5 separate regions of the Sus scrofa genome follow, and all the other regions are linked to region 5. The links are chromatin contacts, called in public Hi-C, HiChIP or PLAC-seq and promoter capture Hi-C maps. All regions are on one chromosome and are shown on one strand. Each heading gives the region's core, a stretch centred on a gene start, on an enhancer-like site or on the middle of the called end of the contact. The rest is flanking DNA. Distances are from core to core; before and after follow the strand shown.

Evidence for each region. Promoter capture Hi-C pulls out the DNA fragments that hold promoters and counts their contacts. A called contact is a pair of places that touch in the nucleus more often than the background predicts. HiChIP or PLAC-seq counts read pairs in DNA pulled down with a chosen protein or histone mark.
Region 1: a Hi-C map of retroperitoneal adipose tissue shows a contact between it and region 5, with 1.6 times the contacts expected there. The contact joins the promoter of CAPN1 here to the promoter of DPF2 in region 5. A contact is called at or near these places in 1 of 47 Hi-C or Micro-C datasets (retroperitoneal adipose tissue) and 1 of 2 datasets of contacts at active chromatin or transcription factors (alveolar macrophages).
Region 2: a promoter capture Hi-C map of fetal liver shows a contact between it and region 5, with 2.7 times the contacts expected there. The contact joins the promoter of SYVN1 here to the promoter of DPF2 in region 5. A contact is called at or near these places in 2 of 5 promoter capture datasets (fetal liver and liver), 2 of 47 Hi-C or Micro-C datasets (liver and retroperitoneal adipose tissue) and 2 of 2 datasets of contacts at active chromatin or transcription factors (alveolar macrophages and skeletal muscle).
Region 3: a promoter capture Hi-C map of fetal liver shows a contact between it and region 5, with 3 times the contacts expected there. The contact joins the promoter of EHBP1L1 here to the promoter of DPF2 in region 5. A contact is called at or near these places in 1 of 5 promoter capture datasets (fetal liver) and 1 of 2 datasets of contacts at active chromatin or transcription factors (alveolar macrophages).
Region 4: a contact with region 5 is called in an H3K27ac HiChIP or PLAC-seq map of skeletal muscle. The contact joins the promoter of SCYL1 here to the promoter of DPF2 in region 5. A contact is called at or near these places in 2 of 2 datasets of contacts at active chromatin or transcription factors (alveolar macrophages and skeletal muscle).

What each region holds. Positions count from the first base shown.
Region 1 is chr2:7,021,970-7,024,669 of Sscrofa11.1, reverse strand. CAPN1 (calpain 1) reads left to right here and starts at 1,328. Exons shown (of 22, transcript NM_001348784.1): 1 at 1,328-1,464; 2 at 2,168-2,435; 3 at 2,580-2,649. The coding sequence starts at 2,169.
Region 2 is chr2:7,058,059-7,060,758 of Sscrofa11.1, reverse strand. SYVN1 (E3 ubiquitin-protein ligase synoviolin) reads right to left here and starts at 1,315. Exons shown (of 16, transcript XM_003122541.4): 1 at 1,201-1,315; 2 at 216-364. The coding sequence starts at 347. SPDYC (speedy protein C) reads left to right here and starts at 1,304. Exons shown (of 8, transcript XM_021082865.1): 1 at 1,304-1,905.
Region 3 is chr2:6,677,450-6,680,149 of Sscrofa11.1, reverse strand. EHBP1L1 (EH domain-binding protein 1-like protein 1) reads left to right here and starts at 1,429. Exons shown (of 18, transcript XM_021082847.1): 1 at 1,429-1,564. The coding sequence starts at 1,461.
Region 4 is chr2:6,732,205-6,734,904 of Sscrofa11.1, reverse strand. SCYL1 (N-terminal kinase-like protein) reads left to right here and starts at 1,428. Exons shown (of 18, transcript XM_003122558.5): 1 at 1,428-1,633; 2 at 1,983-2,123; 3 at 2,324-2,446; 4 at 2,529-2,700. The coding sequence starts at 1,523.
Region 5 is chr2:6,885,207-6,887,906 of Sscrofa11.1, reverse strand. It overlaps DPF2 (zinc finger protein ubi-d4), which reads left to right and starts at 1,359. Exons shown (of 11, transcript XM_003122537.5): 1 at 1,359-1,565. The coding sequence starts at 1,534.

The DNA of each region.
Region 1 (2,700 bases), core at 79-2,578, 140 kb before region 5:
TGGCGTTGCCATGAGCTGTGGTGTAGGTTGCAGATGCGGCTCGGATCCCGCGTTGCTGTGGCTCTGGCGTAGGCCGGTGGCTACAGCTCTGATTCAACCCCTAGCCTGGGAACCTCCATATGCCGCGGGAGCGGCCCAAGAAATAGCAACAATAACAACAACAACAAAGACAAAAGACAAAAAAAAAAAAAAAAACAAAACAAACTGCGATCTGCTGGGCTGGGCCCCCCAGGTCAGGCAAAAGCCCTGAGCAGGGGACCACCGCAGTCTACCTCCCTCTCACTTCTGGGCTCCCCAACTTGATGCATCTGGGGAGGGAGGGTCTCTTCGGGTCCTGGGTGGGCCTGCCGTCCCGCTCACAACCTCTGCCGTCCCCTCCTGGGTAAGGCGACACATGGGCGCTCCCAGGTAGGCGGGCGAGGAAGGGTCTGGGGAAGAAGACAGAGATGCCGGCCTCTTGCAGTTTCAGGGTTCAAGAGGCCTCAGAGCGCGCGAGAAAGATGGGCTCCCACACTTGCTCATTTCATCCCATTCGCTGCGCGAACCGGGAGACTTAAGGCCAAGAGGGGCAGAGACTCACCCAAGGTCACTCGGCCAGCCGGAGCCTGGGGGACCGGTTCCCCACGCCCCGCCCGGTCGCCGGGAACCGCTAAGGCAAGGCGGCGGCGCCCCGAGCCTGCGCCCCAGGGCGCGGGGGCGGGGAGCGGGCCCTGCCCCGGAGCCGGGCTGCGGCGAAGGCCGGCCGGGGTGGGGCTGCCGTTTGCGGAGCGTCCGGCAGGGGTCCGCTCGCCGCCAGCCCGGCCCCTCCGCCCCGCAGCTGCCGCAGCCCGAGGTAATCTCGGCCCCGCGTCAGAGGCGGGCGGGGCGGCGGGGCGGCGGCCGCGCCACCGAGGAGGGGCGCCGGGAGGACGGACCCCGGGCTGCGGGGGCGGCGCCGCGGGCCGGGACGCCCGGGCGTGCCCTTCGGGGGCGCCGCGTGGGGTGGGGCCGCCCCGCCCTGCAACTCGAGCCGCGGCCCCCGGTTAAAAATACCCCCTGCCCCGTCCTCCCCCCGCCCCGCCGCCCCCGCGGTGCCCTGACGTCCGCGCCCCTGCGCGACTCAGCCCGACAGGCGCTGGCCCCTCCCCGGGGACAACGCTGCCTTTTACTAATTTGTCCTCTACGCGGAGTTGGCCCCGCGCCTGCAGAGGGAGAGGCGGGGAGCCCCTGAGTGAGAGAGATAGAGAAGGTGCCCCAGAGATAAGGGCGAGCTGAGAGGAAGCTGGGTTGGAGCCCGGAGAGGAGGAGGAGGAAGAGAAGGAGGAGGAAGGAGGGAGGGAGGGAGGGAGGGAGGAGGGCGGAGGGGCCGCGGCGGGAGGAGGGCGGGGAGGAGCGCTCTTCCTGGTTGGGCCCTGTCCTGAGCTGCCGCCCGGGAAGCCGGCTGCAGGGACCGCAGCGACACCCCCCCAAATACTCCTCCCCCAGGTAAGGAGCTGGGTGGCCGCGCCGGCCCCGGCCACTGCGCCCAGGCTGAGGGGCTGCCTCCACCCCCGGGCCCTCTGAGTGCCTGGGACCGGGGCGGGGGCTCGGGAAGCCGCACGGCTCCAGCGCCCGCCCCAGCCTGCGTTCCTCACTGTCTCCAGGGGCTGGGCCGAGGGAGGGCCAGAGGGGAAAGGACTAAGGGCCAGGCGCCCCATCCTGCAACCTGTCTCAGGAACCGGGGGGCGGGGGACCCTGCCTGCCAGGAGTTCTCAGCCCTCCAGCCCCTCCAGTGCATAGGAGCTTGACTGGTTTGAGAAGGGGGTGGTTACAGGCTGGCAGACAAAGAGGCCTTCCCTGGGGTCTCCCACCTTCCTGGTTCCCTGTGTTATTTGTTATCTCGGGCTCCGCCCTTCCCCACCTGCCGGGCTGACCACAGGACTGCAGGCCCAGGGCAATGACCGTCGGGGAAAAGAGGTGGTGGCCCTGGGTGGGGATGGGGAGATGGTAGCCATCATGCCTGGGGGATGGGAAGCCCTCTCTCCTGGGTTCTGGGAGCACAGGGAGGTGGCAGAGAGCCTGATGCTGCGGGGGAAACTGCAGTTTGGGGAGGAAGGATGGCAGGGGCTGCAGAACAGCATCGGCAGACAGGAGCCCCAGTTCTCGTCTGGGGAGGCGTGGGTTCTGAGCAGGCCCCTCTGTCCCACAGGATGGCCGAGGAGGTCATCACTCCGGTGTACTGCACTGGGGTGTCTGCACAAGTGCAGAAGCTGCGGGCCAAGGAGCTGGGCCTGGGCCGCCATGAAAATGCCATCAAGTACCTGGGCCAGGATTACGAGCAGCTCCGGGCTCACTGCCTGCAGAGTGGGAGCCTCTTCCGTGATGAGGCTTTCCCTCCAGTGCCGCAGAGCCTGGGCTTCAAGGAACTGGGCCCCAACTCCTCCAAAACCTATGGCGTCAAGTGGAAGCGTCCCACGGTGAGAGGGACCACCCTAAGTGGGACTCGGTTTACTCTTGCCCTGGGTGAGGAGTGGGAATAGGACTTGAGGTCCCTGGTAGGGAGGGGGGTTCCGGTTTCTAGGAGGGGCCGGCCCAGAGACAGGACTCTGGGTCTCTTGCAGGAGCTGTTCTCAAACCCCCAGTTCATCGTGGATGGAGCCACCCGAACAGACATCTGCCAGGGAGCACTGGGTAGGCCCTAGGGGGTTCTGCGTGTTTTCTCCATAGTAGCTCCCCATACCC
Region 2 (2,700 bases), core at 66-2,565, 170 kb before region 5:
CTATGGTTTGAGCCGGCTTTCTGCTCCGCGCTGCTTGGGGCTCACCATTCAGGAACCTCTCCACACCCCCCATCACTAATTTATTCAAAGCTCCCCCTGCCTGTGGGCTCCCTCGATTTTTCTCCTACTTACCTGAGCTCGAGCCCCACCCCTGGCTCAAGATGACTCCTCCTTCCCTCCCAGAGAGTTCCTCCCTCCTTGAGCCCTGAACTCACGGCCATGCTGGGGCTGGACTTGGTCAAGTACACCACAGTGGGGTAGAACTGGTGCTTGAGGTAGTAGGCGTGAGCCACCACGGCCCCGGTCAGCGCCAGGCTGGCCGCCATCATCACGGCGGTGCGGAACATTGCCCTGGCCTGGGGACCTGCGTGGGAGAGGAAAGGTAAGGTCACAGCTGTGTGATGCCACCCCGTGCAAACCTAGCCCAGCTCCTGAGACGCAGTGTTAACACACCGGGGAAAGAAAAGCCTCATTCCCCCATCATCGCATCGAGAAGAGCCCATGCTCCCCCATTCCACAAGTGGCAAGACTGAGCCTCAAAGGGGTTAAGCGACCACACTGACGCAAGGCCTGGAGCCCGGGTCAGTCTTGTTTCAAAGCTAGGACTCTTTCCACGCTGCCTGCCAAACCGCCGCCTCTAGGGAAGAATGAGGAAAGGCAGCAGCGTCGGAGGAGGGAACTGCTCCCACTGACCCTAAAGTGACGGTGATGGGGTGGGATGCAAACGCAGAAATCTCCAGAAGCGGGAATGGGCGGCCTGGACCGGGAGAGGCCAAGGCGCTGGGGGGCGCCGCCGGGTAGGCGACAGCGTCGGTGACAGCTCTGCCAGGGTGGGCAGCTCCAACGCGCGCCCGGCGGGAGCGGGCGGGGTACGTCAGCCTGGAACCCTGGCGCCCCCCAACCCCCTGGGGAAGTGTCAACTCGGGGCACCGGAGAAACGGCCGACCGCCAGGATGCAGGGGCGGGACGGAGAGGGACCCGGGTCGACCCCGCGGCCGCGCACCTGTAAGCGCCAGGAGCTGCGAGTGTCGCAGGCGGGGCCCAGCCTCTGCGAGCGCGGCCGCGCGGGCAACTATCTCCAGCTGACAGGCCGAAAGCTGGCGGCGGGGCTGAGGGGGCGCGCCGACCCCGGGGACCTCAAGGGGAAAGGTCCAGGCCCCTACTCCAACCACAACCCGGGTCCGACCCCCGCCCACTCACCAGGAGCCCAGCGCCGCGAGCCCGCTCAGTCCCCGCGACTGCGGAGGCGGCTCCGGTTAACAACACTCCCCACCCCCTGCGAGCCGGAACTTCGGGGGTGAGACACCTCACTTCCGGCGGGGCGGGGCGGGGCGGGGCGTGGACCGTACCAAGTGCCCCGGTCCCTTGTGCGCCCTGCTCATTCTCCCTGGTGCCAAGAGCAGTAGTCCCTCCACCCTTCTGGCGTTCGTGCCCACTGTTCGAGTGAAAGATGCGAGAGGTGGTCTGAGCGGAATTAAGGCAACTTGGAGAGGATTAGAGTCTCCCTATTAGTCACAGATGGTATCGTCTTGGCCGCTGAGTGGACTCAACCTAGCGGCGGACTCCGGCTCTCAAAGCGGCTGGAAGGCGGCCCCCCCACTCCTCCGCGCGTTGTGCGGGCCGTACCATTTGGAGGGGGGAGTATGCAAGGGACAGACATACAGGCCTAAGAGAAATAAGATGTCTTAGATACTCATTCCAGGGGGAGTCACAACAAATTGATAAATTAGATGCTTTCTAAGAGAAATGGGTTCAGGAAAAACGACTTGTATCCTCCTTGATCTCCCCCAGTTGTGTGGGAGTGAGTTGGGTCTCCGTGGCTGCTATAGATTGGTCGAAATGGAGTTACGCGGACCAGTAAGAAGAAGAAAGGAAATCGGTTAACCTATGGGAAGAGAAAAGCAGGTGAGCGGTTGCTAGGGGCGGAAGGTAGCGTTGCCTGGGGTTAGATCTTACTCCTGGGAACAGAGAGTAGCGAAGGCGCAGTCGGTGGGCAGGGGTTCAGGGTCTGCCAGACGGAGACAGTTGCTGCACCACGAAAGGGAGAGGTTCCTGGGACCGAGGCGAAAACATCTTTAATTCTGGCTAATCTTGGGATGGGAATGTTCTTTGCAAAGGGATTGACTTCCATGCGGCGTGCTTTGCGATCCTTTCAATCCTGGCCGGTAGCCACAGCTTCCCCAGACTTGGGCTGTGCTCATAGTCTGTGTCTTCTTCAGCCAACCCAGTCGGCTCGTTGACAGAATGGAGCTAATGCACCGCCCACTTTGTGCCTGGAGTTTTCCTCCGTCGTCTCATTTAATCATCAATCATAAGTTTATGAACTAGGTGGTGCTGTCCTCATTTTATACGTGAGACAACGGAGGTTCAGACATTTAAGAAGTACCAGGATTGGCAACGGGTCTGTCTGATTCTAAATTCCCTAACTGGGAGTTGCCGCAGTGGCTCAGGGGAAACGAATCTGACTAGTATCCAGGAGGACGGAGGTTGGATCCCTGACCTCGATCAGTGGGTTAAAGATCATCTGGCGTTGCCCGTGAGCTGGGGTGTAGGTCACAGACGCCGCTGTGGCGCAGGCGCAGGCCGGCAGCTACAGCGCCAACTGGACCCCTAGCCTGGGAACCTCCATATGCTGAAGAAGCAGCCTTAAAAAAAAAAAAAAAAGAAAAAATCCAGAGCTGTTGGATTCTGCTGCTACTA
Region 3 (2,700 bases), core at 180-2,679, 210 kb after region 5:
GATGCTGGGCCTAGGAGCCAAACCCCAGCTGTCAGGTCCCCCCGGAAGAAGCCTGCTTATTTGCCTTCACACACACACAACACCCCACAACTTACTGAAAGCAAGAGAAAAGAACCTCAGGTTGCTCAGTGAGGCTTACCAGCTGCTCGTCCCCACGCCTGCTGCACAGTCACTTGTCTCCTGGACACAGTCAGCTGGCACTTCTGGCAGACCAGACTTCCTGCTGAAACCTAGTATTGATCAAGAACCGGGTTTCTGTCCATTCACGAACCTCGCAGAACATTCGCACCGGCACAGGGAACAGGCTGGTGTTAGATCCCTGTGGCAGATCTAACTCTGGGCCAGACACCTGCCACGGCTCATTACCCTACGGGCAGCTGCGCAGGTGATAAGGGCTCTAATCTAGGTGTGAACAGAGCGGTTAACGCCCCAGGGGAGGGAGGGTAAACACACACTCTTTCCGACAGTGATAACGGATTTCGTTTAATAAGACCTGGCAACATCAGTCGGGCTCCACACAAAATGCTTCCCAAGGTTTGGTTCTCAATGATGTGAAGCGAGAAACTATAATTATCCCTGTTGAACAGAGGTAAAAACTGAGGCCCCGGGTGCTCGTCCTTTGCCCAAGGTCACACACTTGGAAGTCAGCCGTGTGCGGACGGTGGGACACCTTCCCACTTGACAGCTGAAGACGCAGGTCCTGAGCCTGGCCAGTGGGTGCTGCCCACAGGTAGGGCGCCCGGGCCGGCCCCTGCCTCTGCTCCTTCCTGCTCCGGTTAAGACGCGGTGGCAGCAGGAGCCGGCCTCCCCAGCGCTGAGGCCAGTGGGCTCTGGCCCGGCCCACTGGCACCCTTCAAGTCTCTTCTCCTTTCTGGGTCTCTTTCCCCGGCCTGCGAAACCGGGCCACCACTGAGCACCTCGCCGCGCTGCGGGCAGGAAGGGAGGCGGCCGGGGCAGCGCTGGCGAGGGCGGCACCGGTTGCGGGTGGCCTCCTGCCCCGGCCCGCGCGCGCCTCCACACCTCGTCGGCGCGCGGGCCGGAGGCGCTGCGGTCCAGGCCGCCCCCTCGCGCCCCCACCCCCCGCCACGCGCCGCCCCCACGCGCCCGCCGCGCGAGGCCCCGGAAGCCGGGCCGCCCCGCCCCCCGCGCCCGCCCCCCCGGAGCCCCGCCCGCCTGGCCTTCCGACGGGGGTGCGGCTCCAGGAAACGGCGCGCTCGCCGCTCTGCGCTCCAGCGACCCGACGCGCCCCAGACGACCCCGCTGACGCAGCCAGACCCCCCGGCGGGCACCGGCGGCGGCGGGGAGAGCGGCCCCCGGCCCGCGCCTCCGATCCGTCCCCACAGACGGGGCGGGCGGCGCCGACGGGAGCCTGGGAGGCCATGGGGACCTGGGCCGGGCCAGCGGTCGCGGGCCGGCGGGAGCCCGGGATCTGAGGAGCGGGCGGCGGGGGCTGTGGGGCCATGACCTCCGTGTGGAAGCGCTTGCAGCGCGTGGGCAAGCGGGCCGCCAAGTTCCAGTTTGTGGCCTGTTACCACGAGCTGGTGGTGGAGTGCACCAAGAAATGGTGAGTGGGAGGGAGGCCTGGGGGACCCCCCAGTCCGCCAGGGGCCCCATCCGCCTCTCGGAGAACCCTGCCCCCAGCCCAGGGGCCAGAGAGGCCCCCGACCCCCAGCCTGGGCCCTGGTGCCCCAGCACTGAGCGGTGCCCTTGCAGCCTCCCGGCTCCCCACTGTTGGGGGGTGTGGGCAGCCTTGGGAGTGGAGGCCTGAGAACCTGTCTGCGCCCACACTTCCCTCAGCCGCGCTCACGGCTGGGGGAAGGGAGGCCTCACGTTTTCGGCCAGAGGGATGGTTCAGGGTGGCGTCCGACAAGGGAGCAAGTTTTGAGGCCTGCGGGTGGAGGGGCCGGGACAGAAAACTCCAGGGACCTTAGACCAGCTCCCCTCTCCCCCTGCCCATTTGTTGAACCAGAGGAACCACCCGCCCCTGGAACCACAGTGGGCGCTGGGAGGCTGGCTCTGTCTCCACAATATCCTTAAAAGGGGAAACTGAGCGCTGGGAAGGATGGGGAGGGAGGAAGGCGGGGAGCAGCTTAAAGGGGCCTGAGGGCCTGGGAGGTTGTGGGTCGGGGAGCAGAGAGCCTGGGGAAGGCCAGGTGGTGAGGTGAGGGGAGATACGCGAGGGGCAGCAGGACCTTCCCGGACTGCCACGGGGCCCAGGGGCATCTCCCATGCCCCCACCCGCAGCTGCCCAGGCCCCTGCGTCACACCCTAAATATACGTGCTTGCTGGTGTCAGCTTCCCTTGGCTGGATTAGGGCACAGCTGTGGGGGCCTCACCCGCGGGGCCAGGCGGGGCTAAATTTAGGCTCCCAAGAGGAAGGACAGGAAGGGACCAGGGGGTCTAAGGGGAGGGGAGGGAGCAGGAGGCCTGAGGTCCCTTGGGCAGCTGTCACATCCCTGGTCTTGACTAGGCCTGAGGGTGGTTCATACCATTCGGCAAGACCCAGAAAGGAGAGAGGCAGGCTGGAATAACACGGCATAGAGCTGGGATTTGAACTCTGGCCTATGGCTTCTGCCCTGTGCCCCAGCATTCTTGATGAGGCCAGGGGGACCCTGGGCATGGTCCTGGAGAGCCGGCTGAGAGTTTGGGCAGTGTCAGCGTGTCTGAGTCAGAGGGGATGGGCAGAACCTCCTGGGCTTT
Region 4 (2,700 bases), core at 179-2,678, 150 kb after region 5:
AAGGCACAGAGAGGCCAAGTAACTTCCAAGTGGGTTACTGTGTGCAGAACTGCCTGATACAGTGTTTGACACATAGTGATGAACAAGTTTTAATTTCCTTTGTGTTTTGTTTTATTTTTTAAAATCTTTTTATTTTATTTTAATTACTCAAATGAATTTATTACATCTGTAGTTGTATAATGATCATAACAATTTGATTTCACAGGATTTCCATCCCACAGCCCAAGCACATCCCCTCACCCCCTAAACTGTCTCCTCCGAAGACGATAAGTTTTTCAATGTCTGTGAGTCAGCATCTGTTCTGCAAAGAAGTTCAGTCTGTCCTTTTTTCAGATTCCACATGTGAGTGAAAGCATTTGATGTTGGTGTCTCATTGTCTGGCTGACTTCACTTAGAATGATAGTTTCTAGGTCCATTCATGTTGCAAAAAATGCTGGTATTTCGTTCTTTTTAATGGCTGAGTAATATTCCATTGTGTATATGTACCACATCTTCTTGATCCACTCCTCTGTCGATGGACATTTAGCTTGTTTCCATGTTTTGGCTATTGTAAATAGTGTTGTAATGAACGTGACCTTACTTTTGGAGAAACCATTGCCAGCCCAGCCCCTCCTGGATGCTGGGCTCTGTCCAGCTAAGGAGCTGGGTCTCCTCCAGCATGAATGGCATTTGAGCTGTTGACACCATTCTGCCACTGACAGCCCCTATCTGCACAGGTGCTGGGGTCTGGAGGTGCTGACCCTGGAGACACAGAGCCAGTTCTACTGAGCCCAGGAGAGCAGGGGCCCCTCCTGGCCTCCTGGCTTCTTCTGAACTTGCTGGGCTGTTCCTCCTACCCTTCTTTCCTGGGGTCACTGCCTTTCCCCTCCCCAGGTCCCCTCTCCCTGTCTCAGGGTTCCTAGACCTCCTCAGGACCTTTGCTTCCCTCTCTGCCTCTCACCCACGCTCCTTCTCACCGGCTTTGCTTCCTTGTGCCTCTTCCCTGGTCACTCAGTCATTCCACCAACTTGATCCTCACCGCATCCTGGAGGTGCCCACTGGCTGGTGTGGGAGAGCGTCTGGTTTGGGGAGAGTCATCTTCTCTAAGTCTCTTCCTCACTCCTCACTGAACCCTGCACCCCTTCATGTCTGTCTCTCTGACGATTTCCTCTGGCGTCTCCCCATCTCCCCGCCTCCTTGTCTCCGTTTCCCTATCCTCTGTCCCTTCTCAGGCTTTCCACATTTTAGATATAAAGACACAGAGGCCCTGAGAGTTTGGGTGATCCGCCAGGGCAGGGGGTGAAGGAGGGTTGGTCTCCCCAGTACCTGCCGCCCTCGGATCCCCGCCCCGCCCACCAGCCCCGCCCCGCCCACCAGCCCCGCCCCCACGAGGCCCCGCCCACACAGACCCGCCCTCGCCACGGCCGACCCCGCCCCCGTCCCGCCCCCGCCCCGCCCCGCCCCGGCTCGGGCAGCGGGAGGACCCGGAGCTGAAGCGCCCGAGGCCGCGGCGGCGGCGGCGGCGGCGGCGGCGGCGGGGACGATGTGGTTCTTTGCTCGGGACCCGGTCCGGGATTTCCCGTTTGAGCTCAGCCCGGAACCTCCCGAGGGCAGCCCGCCCGGACCCTGGGCCCTGCACCGCGGCCGCAAGAAGGTGAGCGCGGCCCCGCTCCGCAGGCCTCGGCCGACCTCGGTCTCGCCTAGTCAGCGCCGCCGGCCCCGCCGCGTCGCGCCCCGCCTGACGTGGCTGCGGAGCCTCTAGGGCAACGGGCCGGGGGAGGGGGACGGGTAGTGCCGACGTGGCGGGCGGAAGGACCGAGGGACCAACAGGCGCACCCAACCGGGGTTACGTGGGCCCGACTCAGTCCCCAAGGGCTGTCCTGGGGGGAGACCCGGCCGGCGGGTCTTCCTTTCCGGTACTTAGCTCCGGGGACCATCTCGGAGATGGAGTGGTCAGCTTGGGGCTCGGCCCACACCCCTGAGGCCCCTCTGTTCTGCCCCAGGCCACAGGCAGCCCGGTGTCCATCTTCGTCTATGATGTGAAGCCCGGCGCCGAAGAGCAAACCCAGGTGGCCAAAGCCGCCTTCAAGCGCCTCAAAACTCTCCGGCACCCCAACATCCTGGCCTACATCGATGGGCTGGAGGTACCTACCGGCCGCTCAGTCTGCTCTGTCTCTGCCCCTCACTTTCTCCCAGTCTCCTGCTCCTGCCTTCCTGCCCCTTCCCAGCCCCCTGCCCCAGTAACCCCCAGATTTGACTTCCCCTTCTCCACCCGGTCCCCATCACGTCTCTCATCCCCCTGCTTCTTCTCCACTCTGCGCTGATACTCCACGTCCTTCTTCAGACAGAAAAATGCCTCCACGTGGTGACGGAGGCTGTGACCCCGCTGGCAGCGTACCTCAAGGCTCGAACAGAGACTGGTGATCTGAGGGAGATGGAGCTCTCCTGGGGGCTACACCAAATTGTGGTGAGGTGGGGGGGTAGTGGTGATGATTGCAGGGATGGGGGGGCTGCAGGTACAGGGCTGTGATGGCTCCTTCTGTCCCCAGAAAGCCCTCAGCTTCCTGGTCAACGACTGCAGCCTCATCCACAATAATGTCTGCATGGCCGCTGTGTTCGTGGACCGCGCTGGGGAGTGGAAGCTTGGGGGCCTGGACTACATGTATTCGGCGCAGGGCAATGGTGGGGGTCCTCCCCGCAAGGGGGTCCCCGAACTTGAGC
Region 5 (2,700 bases), core at 110-2,609:
TAATATGTGAGGATATAAATCATTTAAAAACATTTGAATTTGTCCCTCCAGATCCACTTCCCACCCTTCTCTCCCCTACCCTCTCCCCAGGAGGTGACCTAGGTAGAGGAACATCTATGGGTTCCCTTGGGCTTTGGTTTCCGGTTGGGTTCAGCCAATGGGAGCCCAGCAAGAGATCAGAGGATGGGGAGGAGGGGGAGAGTGAGGGATTTCTCAGTCTCACTTCCTGCAAGGGCACCTCAGCCAGGATATGCCCTCACTGGAGGTCACCAATCTCCCCTGATAGTTCCTTTTTCCCACTGGTGCCTCTTCCTGCATTTCTGTGGGCTTATGATGCAAACTTCTCTGCTACTACACACCCCCAGGCAACTGTCCCCCCCCAGGTGTCCCTCCAGACCCAGCTACACTCATTAACACCCCCTTTGTAATGAACCGTCTTCTTTGTGCACCTGTTTCCCACTGGGATCTGAATATATTTAAAAAGGAGTAAAGCTAAATAATAATGTTTAATATGTATATTTAATATTACATTTACATACAATGATTTTCTCTCTATTTCAAAAAGTTTAGGAGTTGCCGTAGCGGCGCAGCGGAAAAGAATCCGACTAGGAACCATGAGGTTGCGGGTTCCATCCCTGGCCTTGCTCAGTGGGTTAAGGATCTGGCGCTGTCCTGATCTGTGGTGTAGGTCACAGTCAAGGCTCGGATCCTGCATTGCTGTGGCTAGGGCTTACGCCAGCGGCTGCAGGTCTTGATTAGATCCCTAGCCTGGGAACCTCCATATGCCGCGGGTGCGGCCCCATGAGCTTTTTTAAAAGAGGATTTTAAGTCATGTTTGTAAACGAATTTGCATGATTCAGCAGTGAAGCAGAAATGAATGGTACACAAGAGAGAGGGATAGTCTTCGGCGCCTAAGTGGAGGGAATGAGCTTAGGAGCAGGAAGCAGGGGAGAAGAGTTGGGCGCCGATAAAGCTGAAGGCAGGAATGGGGGCAAATTTGTCACAGTCCAATATTCGGGCCAAAGAACGTCAGGTTCTGGGAGTTGCTTTTTCTTTCCCTAAAATGGGCACGTGTTTGGCAGCTCAAGAGGACTGTGCCCTACTACTATCACCAACCCCTGGCCAGCAAGTGAGGGCAAAGGGTTAACCACGAGGTTAAAGGTCTGCGAGGTAGCAGGACGCATAAGCTTCACCTACACCACCTCCGGGCCTGCCAGTTTTCACCAAGCCCTCACCTTCTCATTTCTGGACCATGTTACACGTTCCCTCCCTTCTCCCGCTCCCCTACACGTCAGAAGCGGAGGTAGAGCTGGAGCCTCGCGCCGCCCCGGCCTCGGTCTCCATTGCGCCTGCGCACTAGTTCCTCGGCTCCCCGGCCCCCAACAGGCAAGCTCGTTCTCGGCAGCTCGCTCTCGGGCGCGCTCCCGGGCGGCGCCTGCGCAGAAGGACGAGGAAACTGGTTCCCCGTGCGGTCCCGGCGCCTGCGCGCTGCGCTCTCCGGGCCTCCCGGCCTGAGGTAGAGGAGCCGGGAAGATGGCGGCTGTGGTGGAAAATGTAGTGAAGCTGTGAGTGGCCGTTTTCTTTTCCTCCTAGGCCGGGAGGTCTTGTAAGGGGCCTGGGAGTAGGGGGCGGTGCGGGAAGGGACGAGGCGGAGAGAGGGCCTTGCCTGGGAAGGCCATGTTGCGACTCCTAGTGGGGAGGACAACCCGAGACTCCGGAGGAGACGTTGCTCTTCTTTGGAAACTTGTGGAGGCCCTGAGGGGGGCACACGGGAGCCCCTAACGGGCAGCCTCCCGGAGGGGCTGTGCGGTCTGGGCGCTCCCTTCGGGCTGACGGTTTCCAGAGTATGGCGCCCTGGTCGCCTACGAAAGACAGTCCCGGATTCGCTCCCGAGACGCCTCAGTCCGGTGGAGCCGGGCCGAGGGCGGACCCGGGAGCGGCCGGAGCCCCCGCAACGCCCCGCCGCCGACCCCTCCCCATCGGCCGCCCGCAGCCGGCCCTGGGGGAGCAGGCTCCGCAGCCCTCGCGCCGTTAAGCCCCGCTGGGCTGTTTTGTTCTAAACAGCTCGGTGACGTTCCGGGGCGGGCGGGCGGGCGGGGGGGTGGGGTGGTCCTCGAGTGTCAGGTACCCAAGGCCAAGAATATTCCGGGGGAGAATTTGTTGCAGAGCTGGTACTGAGGGGAAAGAACTTCAGGGGAGAGGGCCTCTGTGCCGGCCAATCCCAGCCACCAAAAGCGGGCACTGGACCGATGCAGAGCCCCGGACGCCCCGGCTGCCCGGCTATGCAATACTCTTGGGCTGACAGATTTCGAGCGAAGTTAAAGTTCATGGTTGTTCGGTAAATGGAGAATCCCGTTAGCTGTGAGTTAAAGATGCTTGGAGACTTGATTTAACCCAGCCCCCTCCGTGAGGAAGAATCTGAATGAGTTTTGCAGCTCCGTGCCCCGTGGGCGAATAGAGCAAGCTCCTTTTTAATGCGTAAATTTGGCTTGGTGCAAGGGTAGGAAGATTGAGAGGTGTCTAGTTGTCCAGTTAGGGCTTTGGGATTTTGATTGGATGACAAGGTAAAGGTTTGGGAACTCTGTCTTGGTGGTGGGCTGAGCCCCCCAAGGGCCCCTTTTTAAGGGTGCGGTGCCGCTCTGCCTCTTCTTGCCTGGAGCCTTTTCTTTGCCAGTGCTTTCCCACTTCCATTAAGCTAAG